Regions from separate parts of the Mus musculus genome. Here region 1 is linked to region 2. The links are chromatin contacts, called in public promoter capture Hi-C maps. All regions are on one chromosome and are shown on one strand. The core of a region is the stretch at or near the end of the contact, and the rest is flanking DNA. Distances in the headings are between cores, read along the strand shown. Region 1 overlaps Dusp11 (dual specificity phosphatase 11 (RNA/RNP complex 1-interacting)). Region 2 holds the start of Alms1 (ALMS1, centrosome and basal body associated).

The links. Promoter capture Hi-C pulls out the DNA fragments that hold promoters and counts their contacts.
Region 1: a promoter capture Hi-C map of hippocampal neurons shows a contact between it and region 2, with 2.2 times the contacts expected there. The contact joins the enhancer-like site here to the promoter of Alms1 in region 2. A contact is called at or near these places in 6 of 39 promoter capture datasets (the 3T3-L1 cell line, the C10 cell line, the HPC-7 cell line and 2 more), 2 of 15 datasets of contacts at CTCF or cohesin (the NIH/3T3 cell line and pro-B cells), 1 of 484 Hi-C or Micro-C datasets (embryonic stem cells), 11 of 115 datasets of contacts at active chromatin or transcription factors (astrocytes, bone marrow-derived macrophages, cardiomyocytes and 4 more) and 2 of 9 other capture datasets (liver and macrophages).

The regions. Positions count from the first base shown.
Region 1 is chr6:85,945,288-85,951,271 of GRCm38.p6, reverse strand. Dusp11 (dual specificity phosphatase 11 (RNA/RNP complex 1-interacting)) reads left to right here. Exons shown (of 9, transcript NM_028099.4): 6 at 712-758; 7 at 1,179-1,254; 8 at 1,475-1,654; 9 at 3,496-5,984. The coding sequence ends at 3,667. Among named protein-coding and RNA genes, the nearest start is that of Dusp11, 13 kb to the left of the region's middle. Within about 2 kb of position 2,516, at least 8 of the 459 cell types and tissues checked have an H3K27ac peak or open chromatin away from gene starts, as enhancers often do. A contact at or near this core is called in hippocampal neurons, where this site is marked.
Region 2 is chr6:85,584,549-85,590,676 of GRCm38.p6, reverse strand. Alms1 (ALMS1, centrosome and basal body associated) reads right to left here and starts at 3,146. Exons shown (of 23, transcript NM_145223.2): 1 at 2,651-3,146. The coding sequence starts at 3,031.

The DNA.
Region 1 (5,984 bases), core at 1,267-3,766, 360 kb before region 2:
GGCGATGCGGCAAGTATGGCATTGAGTCAGTGCTAGGCCATGCAAAGTGCTGTTTCAGCTGCTTGGGTTTTTTGTTGTTGCACTTTGTGGGGGGGTGTTGAACCCCATCCATTTCTGCTGAGTAAAGAATATTCAACAGAGGCAGAGGCAGGACTCATAGGTTTTTGTATGAATTGAAGTGTTGATGGTCACTTGGACCGGGTGTCAAGGTCATTTTGGTAGAAGCATGCTGTCATCACTGTCAGGACGCTGGTGGGGAAATGAAGGTGAGAATCAGGAAAAGTGGGTGACAGTGACAGTAGCTCCTGTTCTGGCCCATAGCGTTTGGCTGCATCACTATTTCCCAGTTGTTCTGTGTGTTGGTTACTGATGAACACTCCGTAATATGAAGGAAGCCTCCTGGGTTTTAGTTCACAAAGCCATTTGTGGAAAGGACTGCTGAATCTACCTTTTAAACGTTTGCCAGTTTGGTCGTGCATTTCCTTTATTAATTATATTGTTATATTAATATAAGTACCTTTATTAATATATTTCTAAATTAGTCAATCTTGGGACTGGTGTATGGTCATGGCATGTCATTCTGTGCCTGTTGGATTAGATGTGTAGTATTTTCTTAGGATTTGTATGTCTCCACTTGTAAGTGAAATTGGACCTGTTTTGATTTTTTTCTTTTCGTATATTTAAGTGACCCGAATTATGTTGTTTTGTTAGATATTTGATTGATGTAGAAGGCATGAGGCCAGATGATGCAATTGAATGTAAGTATGAGGGGGCCACGATTTTTCCCTTCCTATAAAAGCAAAAGGTGGAAATGGTAGAACCACTTTTCAGTTTTTGGAAAACATAATGAATATGATGCAATATAAGATGACAGAGAGGAAGAGAAGAGAGAGAAGGAAGGAGTTGCCTGTGGGGCTGGGGATGTGGCTCAGCGGCAGAATATCTGCTCGGCATGTATGGAACTTGAGTGTGGTCTCCAGCACCAGAGGGAGGAAAGAGCAAGGATAGGAAGAGTCTAAGGCAGCCTCTTGCCACAAAGCTTATGAGGAACATGTGTGCAGTAGTGAGCTGTGCCAGCCTATGACCAGTCAGTGAGTACGAGCTCTGGTCTGCGTGCTCTGGGCTAGATTCCTTCTCGTGCCCCTGTTTCTAACGGCTCATCTTCATCTGCTCCTCAGTGTTCAACAGCTGCCGGGGGCACTGCATAGAAAGGCAGAACTACATTGAAAACCTGCAGAAACGTCATGTCAGAAAGTAAGTCTTGCATTTTCTTAGGCGAGATTTGTGGCTAGGGAAGCCTCTTAGGTATAATTCAAGCGGCACATTTCCCTGGCAGCGAGCTCACTTTCTGAGTAAAACCTAAACAGCCAGGAGTGGGGAAACGAGATCAAATGTTCACAAATCAAAATACAAAGTTACTAAACTGGCCACGGGAACTGGAGTCTGGTGACGCTGTGGCACACTTCCTTTTCAGGAACCGGAATGTTAGTGCACCTAGGACAGATGGCCTTGAAGACTCAGCAGATCCTACGGAGCAAGTCTACACCAACAACAAACCTGTGAAAAAAAAGCCTAGGAAAAACCGGCGTGGTGGTCATCTGGCACCTTCCCAGCATTTCCAGCACCAGACGCAGAGCTCACCGTACTCACTCAGGTACCTGTGCTGCTCCCGTTTTAGAGCCGAGGTGGAAACTGTCTGTTAAGCCAAGGGAAAGTCCGTTGTGATAATGACCAGCAGTTGGTATTTCCTTCCTGATCAGGGTCAGTCATGCTGCTTAGCAAATCAAACACTGGATGGGGAATGTGTAGCTCTTCAGACACAGCTAAAGATTGGAAATGTTACTTTATTACTTTATTTATCTATTTATTTTAGTTAGCTTAATCTAAGAGGAGTTAGATAGGTCTACTAGAAGATAAAATCTGCGTTCTAGGGACGAGACCTAAGATTCTATCTCTGAGGTCTATCCCTGTGCTTTAAGACTCTAGTTTTTGGAATAAGGAAGGCTGCGATTTAAAGAACAAATACAAAGCCAGGCAGGGTAGTGTGCCTGTGCTCCCAGCACTGGGATGTAGAGACGGGAGGGTCAGGAGTCCATCCTTGGACTCAGCATAGACTACATGAGACTCTGTCTCAGAGAGAGAGGGCTGAGGGGAAGAGAGTACAAGTCCTAAGAGAGACATTTACACATGATTTGAGCAGATTAAGTTATAAAAGAATTTCAGTTGGGAAATGGGAAAATTCTCTGTTCAGTCAAAATTGTCTGCTAGAATTCTCTAGAGGAGGAGAGAGGGTGGGCAGGTAGATGAGATGGGCCTTTAACAGGGTGAGCCTGGTGATTCTCTCTAGGATCAGGAGCCAGAGGAGCCTTGGATGGGAGTGGGAGGCAGGAGAGGGCAGGCTCGCCTGTGCTGTTCTTTGTACTGGGACCGCTTTCCCGATAGGTGATCAGTGCCCGCCCACATGCAAGCAGGCCTTCTTTATTCTAGGCCTTCTTTACTCACTCTGCTGTTCATGCTGCAATCGTTTTTGGAAATGCTCTTGTTGACAGATGCAGAAATAAAGCCTCATGAGCTCTGTAGCTGTTCCTCTCTAGTCAAGATGCTACATAAAATTAGCAACTAGCTTGCAAAATGTTTTGGTGTTAATTTAACTTAGGTTTTTATGAGCGTTTGAGGGTTGTACCAGTCAGGCTGGGTTTGAATTTGTCTCCTTACTCTGCCATTCACACTATGTGCAATCATGGGTGAGACCACATCCTTAATTTCCATTCTCTGAGCTGGAGATTTTCTTTTCTTTTCTTTTCTTTTCTTTTCTTTTCTTTTCTTTTCTTTTCTTTTCTTTTCTCTTCTTTTCTTCCCCTTCCCCTTCCCCTTCCCCTTCCCCTTCCCCTTCCCCTTCCCCTTCCCCTTCCCCTTCCCCTTCCCCCCACTTCTTGGCCCTGGAGTTCCCCTGTACTAGGGAAAATAAAGTTTGCTAGACCAAGGGGCCTCTCTTCTCTTCCCAGTGATGGCCGGCTAGGCCATCTTACGCTACATATGCAGCTAGAGACACAAGCTCTGGGGGTACTGGTTAGTTCATATTGTTGTTCCACCTATAGGGTTGCAAACCCCTTCAGCTCTTGGGTACTTTCTCTAGCTCCTATATTGGGGCCCTGTGTTCCATCCTATAGATGACTGTGAGCATCCACTTCTGTATTTGCTTCAGGGATCCTCCCATATTATCATAGGGATTACAGACACATGCTACTGTTTCTCAGCGTTCTGTGGGTTCTGGGGATGCAGCCCCCAAGGCCTCCCATGTCTCTGGCACGAGCTGTACTCACTGAGCCATCTCCCCAATCCCAGCTCCATTTCATACAAATTTAAGAGAAAGATAAGTGATTATCTGCTTGGGTCATCCAGGGAGGAAAGAGTGAAATTAGAGTGTCTGTAATATTTTATGAAGCTTGTTATTATATGTTAATCTTGATAATGATTTATTGCTTCTTGTTTAAGAAAATGGTCACAAAATCAGAGTGTTTACCAGAGAGGCCTTGTCCCTCCTCCTGGTCCAGCCGGAGAGGACTATTCACAAAGAAGATTCTTCTGGAGTGCGAGGCCAAATAAGTGGACTGCTGAGAGTTACCAGAGACCTTTCTACCCATACTACTGGGAATGGAACCTGTGAGGCACGCTGTGGCTGGACTGTCGTCAGGGCCACCTGAGACCAGAGCTGGACAGAAGACAGCTGAATGAATTTAATAAAATCAGGTCAAAAGAATTTAGAAAACTTTCTGAACATTTTTAACTGTTCAAACTGTTGTACTGTCCTGATATATGTTACACTGCTCTGTGCTGGCGGACGCGGTGGCTCCGGCAGTCTAGAGCACCTCCATTCCAGGCCTCAACTTTTCTCAGAGTTCTGAATAGATAACAAATTCTAAATTGCCTTCTGTTTTCCCTGTATATTTCCTTTGCTCATGCTTGTAATGTGTTGTGTAGGTGCAGAGATTCGTAGTGTTTTTACCACATGTTCTTTACTGACAATCTTTATGGGTGTGTTTTCCATGACTGTTCAAATTTTCTACTAAAACTCTAGCCAGGGGACAGTTCTTTTCTTTGCACCTGTTCTTTGTCCTCGTGGGACTCTGATCAGCGTTTTTTCCTTGGTGGTCAGTGTTGGGATTTGACCAGCTTCTTGCTGACCTGCCAGCTAAGGCATCTAACACAGAGAAGGTTCAAACTTTAGGTACTGGTTGATTGCCAAGTTGGGTAACTGCCACCAACAGGGTAGAACTATCCAGGAGGCTAGAAACCCTCTGTAGATTTTAAAGGTTGAACAGACATCCTTGGATATCTGGGAAAGCTGAGGGTTATACTGACTCCGAGGACCTCAATTCAGGATCTCTGTCCACTGGCCTCCCACACTAGAATGGTGCTCTTTCTCTAGGACACACTTCAGGCTACATGGAGGTGCTAATTACTTGTCCTTAGAACTCACTCAGGAAGTTGCTCCTCATAACACATCAAGTCCACAGCAAGTTTTTGCTATGCACAGTAGTTTTCTCTCTCATGTATGAACATGTGGAGGGAACTTTTCCCTAATGAAGTCCCGGCAGATCATGTATTCCAGCTTGCAGCTAATTTTGCCCAAACTTTAGTCAAGTTGCTCTGCACTCCAGTGATGGCTTTTTCTCTACCCATCACATTAACAGATTCAAAGTGCTTCTTGTTGTGAGACCCCCCCACTCCACCCCCGAGGAATTCTTCCCCAGAATATACTGGGTCAGTGTATTGTCCAGTGTAAGAAACTGGAACAGACAGTTAGGAACCAAAAGAGGACAAAGCTGGGACAGGTACAGAATGCACCCAGTCTGGACGGTGCAAAGAACACATTGACAAGCAGCCTCTGGAGGACACTGCCAGGTAGGGTCACTGCGTGAGTTCTGCCACGGTTAGGAGTTGTTCCTGCCACCTGCCCTGTTCCTCTACCAGGAATTGGATTGCCAACACCTAGTGAAAACCACCTTTATCATTGGATAACTCATAACTAACTTTCATTCTTACACACTCGTCTGGCTTCTGTCCATGTCACACAATACAAAGGCCTAGTGGAAGGACACTTCTTTTTTAAAGTTTCTAGTGGTCTATTTAGTATTCTTAAGTTATATTTTACTTTAGAAACATACATGAATATTTTCTCAGGTAGCTTTCCTGAAATTCCCATGGAAAGGCACCCTGCATGTTTCTTGATTGTCAGTCTCAGAGGTAGCCCGCCTAAGGATTTCTTATGCTATGTATTTTCCTCCTTTTTTTTTTTTTAAATACTCTTACAGATCACCATTGCTTCATTTTCCAATTTATGATAACATGCGTTGATGAATTCTTCCTTTGGCAAATGAGGATTTAGCTCTCAGCCTACCCACTCACTCCACAGCCCTTTGCAGCCTTTGATGAAGTTACTAGATAAGTGTGGTCATCACGCGCGTCGTGTTCATGGCTGTGGGTTCTTTCTGGCCTTCCTCTTTCCTTAACGTTTTTGCCTCATTCATTTGGCCATTTTCTGTTGATTATGTCACAAATTCATCTTCTCCATCTGATAGCATTATAAACCGTCTCAGTGAATGATGCGCCCTTTGATTTGACTCCTTTTCTGGAGCTTCTTTAAATGCCCCAGTCAGGTGCCAGGTCTCGTTGGTAGGGCTGCCATGCTAGAGTACCACAGACTGAGGGAGAACATCTATAGGAACTTTTTGTGTCTCATAGTTTTAGAAGCTGGGAAGGATAGAGTCAGCAAGAATTTCTTCTTGTAGATGACTGGTACTTCACTGTCTTCTTGCGGTCTTCTGTGTCTTAACATCTCCTCCACTCGTCCCTCCCCCCCTTTCCTTTTTTCCCTTATGATACGCTGAGATGCATCGCCAGCTCTGTCTTCTCAAAGATGCCAGGTCATTAGACTCAGACTCACTGTGGAGACCTCATTTGCCTCTTGAAAGACTCCCCAA
Region 2 (6,128 bases), core at 1,897-4,396:
CACAGATGCGGTCCATCTCAAAATCAGCACAAGCATTTACTCACTAACCTAATACCTGGACACTACCCTCCACATCCAATCCACTATGAAGTACCACGATTTTGCTTTCTAAAAGTTAATGTTATTTTGGGATGGGTGGTGTATGCCAAGTTATTCTAATCTCAGAGCAAGGCTATTTTGTTTTGGCCTCAAAGCAGGCTAGGTTTCAAAGCAAAGGCCCTGCCTCCTTCAGAAAGATCTAGCTTAACAGGCCCTGGCTGCAGCCTGTCTCAGAACATACTGAAATCACTGTCTCCACTCTTTAATGAGCGCACTAGACCATCAGAAATTTGACCCCCTGTGACTCATACCTTCAACTGCACAGTCATAAGAAAACAAAAAGAGAAAGAAAAGAAATGCACAAGGAGTCGCACCAGACAAGACCTAAGCAACCAGAGAGCAGCACCATGACACTTGAACAGTGCCAGAAAAGCTCCCCACTAAAGAACCTAAACTTTCTATTTCTGCCCTTTTGGCTTGTGAATTCATTCACAGCACCATGTCACCAGCCCATCAACCCTGTTTCTGGCATGACAAACATCTCGAAACAACCTATTTCTCCTATTCCCATCAATTTCCCCATTCTATGTAAACCAAGCTGGCCTGGAACTCCAGACCCACCTGCCTTTGCCTATGAATCGGAGGTTCCCAACCTATGGGCCTCTACCCCTTGGGGGTTGCATATCCTGCATTTACTTTAGGATTTATGACAGTAGCAAAATTACAGCTATGAAGTGATTTTATGGTTCAGGGTCACCACAACATGAGATAGAAAAGAGTCGCATTAGGAAGGTTGGGAACCATTGCTCTAAATGCTGGAATTAAAAAGTATACGACACCACACCCTGCTCACTTCCTTGTTCTAAAACCCTTTTTGCCTGACAGCATTGCCCGGGTCCTCTAATTACTGTCCTTCACTTAGTCAGGCTGCTCGAATCCCCCTTGCTAGCACAGCTAGCTACACTATTAATTTTCTTGCTGGAATACAAATCTGATCACAAACTTCTTTATTGACTTCCCAAAACTCCAGAGATAAAGCCTCAAAATGCCTGGCATAACACATAAAGCCTTATAGTCCAGACTCAACTCGATGGCCTTCTTTTTCTTGAAAATGTCATGCTTTAAATGATGTGGTCCAGCAGTAAGTACAATGTTTGCCTAGCTTGCTTAAAGGCCCGGGTTCAATCCTAACCCTATAAAATAAAAAATAAAAAACAAATGTAAAATGTGAAAAAGTCACACTCTTGCTAACCAACAGTGCCTTGTTTTATCTATGCTTTGTTTAACCCCTTGTTTACTAGCCTTGCAGTCTTCAAGGTAACTCCCCAACCTCACTGACAAGTCCAGGTTACCTATTTCATGCATTCATTTTTTTTATGCATGCATTTTTGTATATAGCAGTTTTACTTATGAGATCATGTGAATTTTATCTGCCTCCCTCTTTAGAATGGGAACACTAGGAAGGCAGCAGTTTAGTTCACCATGATTTCCTTAGTATCAAGTACAAGGTAAACACTTAAAGTATAAGCTGAATGAATTTAATACCACCTAGCAAGCAAACATCATGTATTGCTTTTTGACAATCACAGTCCATACTATCACTGTGATAATGAAATTGTTCTGCAATTGCTTTGTCCAACGTGACAGCCACTAAGCAGGTCTATTAAGCACTTGAGAAGTGTACAGGATCACTGAATTCCTAATTTTATTCATTCCCCTTCCCCAATACTAGGGCTTGAAAACTCAAGTCCTTGCACACACTAGGCAAGACCTCTCTACCACTTAAATACACCACCAGCCTTTCTAGTGTTACTTAAAACTAATTCGTATGTAAAGAACCACACGTGACCATACTGACCAACAACGCAGTTCCTGATAGTTAAAAAGCATTAATAGCACGGTTAGTTTCAAAATGATCTTGGTAGGACCTCTGTAAACTTGGCTCTTCCTCTATTTGGTCCTAACTTGGTGCTTTCTAATTTTCCAGACCAGAGCTGCCTCACAAGCTTTCTTTCATTCCAAGTTCCTGCCACTGGCTAGGAACCTATTAATTGCTACAAGTGCAAAGACACACAATGGGCGGGAAGACACACAAAAGCTCACGCAGAATACTTAACCAACAATAATTCCTAGTGGGGGGGGGGGGGTGAGGGGGGGATGTTTCTTGCACTTCAATAAAACTAAGGTGTTAAATGCTAAACGTCTCTCCACCAGTTAGCTATTCCCTAGACTCCCTCCCCAGCTCCCACCTCCTGCCAAAGAAGCCTTTCTAACTGCTCGCTCTGGGAGTACCGGCTCCCAGCGCCATCTGTCTTATCTGCCCTACTTTAAAAACAAAAACAAACAAACAAAACAAAACGAAAAAAAAAAAAAAACGGATCCACTGAGAGGCGCAGGAAACACGGAGCTGTCAATGTCAGGAAGAACCTAAGACTACAAAGAACCTGCCAGCCCCACAAGCAAGGTGTACAGTCCATAAGCAAGGCGACCCGCAGCGCGTAGGTCCCGATATCCTGGACCCAGTTCAGTAGCTCAAGCATCTCTACAGTCGCTTGGCCTCAGCCCCGCTCCTCCCCACAGCCCAGCTCCGGGCTACAGAGCCGCTTCTCACCTCAGTCTTGCCCAGATGCTCCACTGGGGTGTACCGGAGCCGCGGGGACAGAGGCGGAGGCGGAGGCGGAGGCGTGGGAGGGGGCAGAGAGAAAGCACTGCCAGGACGGTCGGGGTGAGCCTGCAGCCAGGCTTTAGCCAGCTCGTCCTCCTCTTCGTCCGAGCTCTCCTGCCGCTGGGACTCGTAGTTAAAATCCAAGTCGGGCCCCGCCTCTTCGAACTCTTCCAGTCTCCCACTCTCCTCAGAGGTCAGGGCCTCCTCGGTCGCCGCCGCCGAGGCGTTCTCCACCTCTTTCTTCCCCTCCTCTTCCTCGCCCTCCTCCTCCTCTTCTTCCTCCTCCTCCTCCAGCTCGTCAGGCCACGGCAGGTCCTCAGGCTCCATGTTGGCCTCGCGCTCCAGGCGCCTTTGGAAGAGGAGGAGAGGGGGAGGGGCGAGGAAGGGAGGGGAAGCGAGTTGACTGGCGGTTGCGGCTGCGCGCAGGCGCACCTGCCCTCACTGCCTCACGCGGGGCGGAGCTGAGAACCAGCCCGCGCGTTGCTAGGGACGCCCCGCGGGGAGCGCGGGAAAGCCGCAGAAGAGCGTCACTAGACCTCGCTCACAGTACCGTATGCTCACAATAAACCTAGTCCGGGCTTTGGGGACGCTAGGGGTCCTGCACAAAGTCACCCATGATTTTTTATCTCTTGCCCTAGAATAAACCAATAATAGTCACGTTCGCAAGTTACAAATTTTAAGGTTAGTGCCAGTCTACCTAGCAGTAGTGAATCTAATGGGATGAGTGAATAGTTAAGAGAGAGAGGGAGAGAGAGAGAGAGAGAGAGAGAGAGAGAGAGAGAGAGAGAGAGGGAAGAGAGGAGAGATAGTTGGGATCTGACTAAACCACAAGCAACTGTGTGAGAAGCGCCTATAAAACGAGGTTAAGAAACCAACCCCGGCCTGGAGAGATGGCTCACGGATTCAATTCCTGAGTTCAATTCCCAGCAACCACATGGTGGCTCACAACCATCTGTAATGGAGTCTGGTGCCCTCTTCTGGTGTCTCTGAAGAGAGCAATGGGAGTGTACTCATGCATAAAATAAAAGAAGGTGGTGGCGCACGCCTTTAATCCCAGCACTTGGGAGGCAGAGGCAGGCGAATTTCTGAGTTCTAAGACAGCCAGAGCTACACAAAGAAACCCTGTCTTGAAAAAAAACCCAGAAATATTAATAAATAAATAAATAATAAAATAAATAAATCTTTTTTTTAAAAAACGAAAAGAAAGAAACCACACACACACACCCTCAGGGCTGAAGAGATGGCTCCACCAGTAAGGCATCTACACCACAAACTGGAGTTTGATTCCCAGAACTCACATAAAAGTGGAAGGCAAGAACTAACTCCCCTAAATTGTCTTTACTGAGTGCACACACAATAGTATAAAGGTAGCTGGATCAGGTAGTACACGCCTTTATTCTCAGCACTTGAGACGAAAAGGCAGGTAGATCTCTGAGTTCAAAGCCAGCCTGGCCTACATAGGGAGTTTCAAGACACCCAGGGTGACATAGACAGACTGCCACAAAAAAAAAAAAAAAAAAAAAGTCTTTAAAAGAGGGCAGGCAGCATGGCTTAGCAGGTAAAAGCACATGACCCTCCATCCTGCCCAACAGGCTTCCAGTAGCAACGCTGTACCTCTTAAACCAACTGTGAAACGAATCATTTCTAATTCAAACCATCACAGAGAGACATTTGTCCATGTCTCCCCAGAAGAAGCCACAACACTGTGCCTAGTGTCTGGAACAGCCTCTGGCATTTAAGGAGCTGCTCAGCGAACACTGTCAAGAGAGAGCAACAGAGTACAGATTGAACTGACAGGCCAGGAGATAACAAATAGAATACTGGAGTCCTGGCTTCCCCTGGGATTCCTAGAGCTGTCTGCCTACTGGAGAACTCTTGACTTCCTCTCCCAGCTAGCAACTAGGGGTCCTCAGACAAGCAAAGAGTGAAGGGCACCTCCAGGTGTTTGTGTGGGAGGAGAGAGGCTCACTGTAACTTTCAGTTGACACCAGGTGGCAAACCCTCATGTAGGATGAATCATTGCCACCAATGGCTAAAGAAATCCATTAACAGCTTCAAAAAATGATTATACGTAGCATATATAGAAAAATGTATATGTATATAAGTGTGTGTATATCTGTGTGATTGGGGAAATAGATGGGCAGATAAATACATACAAAAAATATGATAAAGGACCAGAAAATTTAGGAAAACATAAAAGAAATATATAATAAACCAGTGAAGGGAAAATTAAGTATTCATTAAATTTCCATTTGCTCTCATTTCTGTCACTGTGATTAAATACCTAACAAAAAGGGTTTATTTTAGCTCACAGTCACGCGCTATTTGCAGTCCATCACAACTGGAAAACCGAGACAGCAGGTCACACCACATCCACAGCCAAGAATAGAGGAATTAACACATGTGTGCCTGCTTGCTTGTGAGAGACTGATTGTCTTAAACTGACTTGTGTTGGAAGGTCCCGCTCACTGTCTGTGCCTTTACTCCTTAGGCAGAGGGTCCAGAACTAGAAAAAGGAGAAAAACTGAACTGAGAACAATCAAGAAACATGCGTATATTCCTTTCTCTCTGCGCATGGCTGTGGGTGTGATGTGACTCACTGTGTTAAACACCAGAACTTTCCCACCCTGCTGGTCTGTGCCCTCAGACTGTGAGCCACAATAAGCCGTTCCTCCTTTAAGTTGCTCTTTGTCAGGATGTTTCATCCCAGCAACAGAAAAGTAACTGAGGCCAAGTCTCACTGAGCATGATGATCAATTCCAGATAGCCCACATTTTCAAGACCTTTTGTTTGGAACCCACTCTCAGGTATCCATATCTATTCCAGCAGGTTTGGGGTTTTTTTTGTTGTTGTTGTTTGTTTGTTTGTTTTGTTTTTGTTTTTGTTTTTTCCAGTTATAAGTACTAGAAGTGACTAATCTGGTCAGCTTGCTTGCTTGCTTGCTTGCTTGCCGTAGGATCTCACTCTGTTGCCCAGGTTGTCTTGGAACTTTGTAGCTGATTTCGAACCTGTTGGGATGATCCTTTCTTAACTTCTCTAGTACTAGAACGATAGGCATCAGCCACCATGCTTAGCTTCCTCTACTCATTTTAACTGAAAAGGAAATGCATTGGAAAGAAGCAATCTAGCTCACACACCTGGCAAAGCAGAACCTCCCAGATAAGTCACAGTCTTGAAAAATGGAACGAAGTGCTGTTTGAAGACATCAGCATAGTGCAACTAAACCACGTTGTATGAAACAGGATGAAATCACAAGAAGCATGAAGCTGCATGACTCAAAACAGACAATTACATAGCCACAATTTATAATCATAATGTAAGGAGCAACACAATAACCCAACACTCCTCACTTTTGCAACTGGACACAAACCTTAGCATATCGCTTTCACCCTTTTCATATCTACTTCATGTCTCAGCCTATATC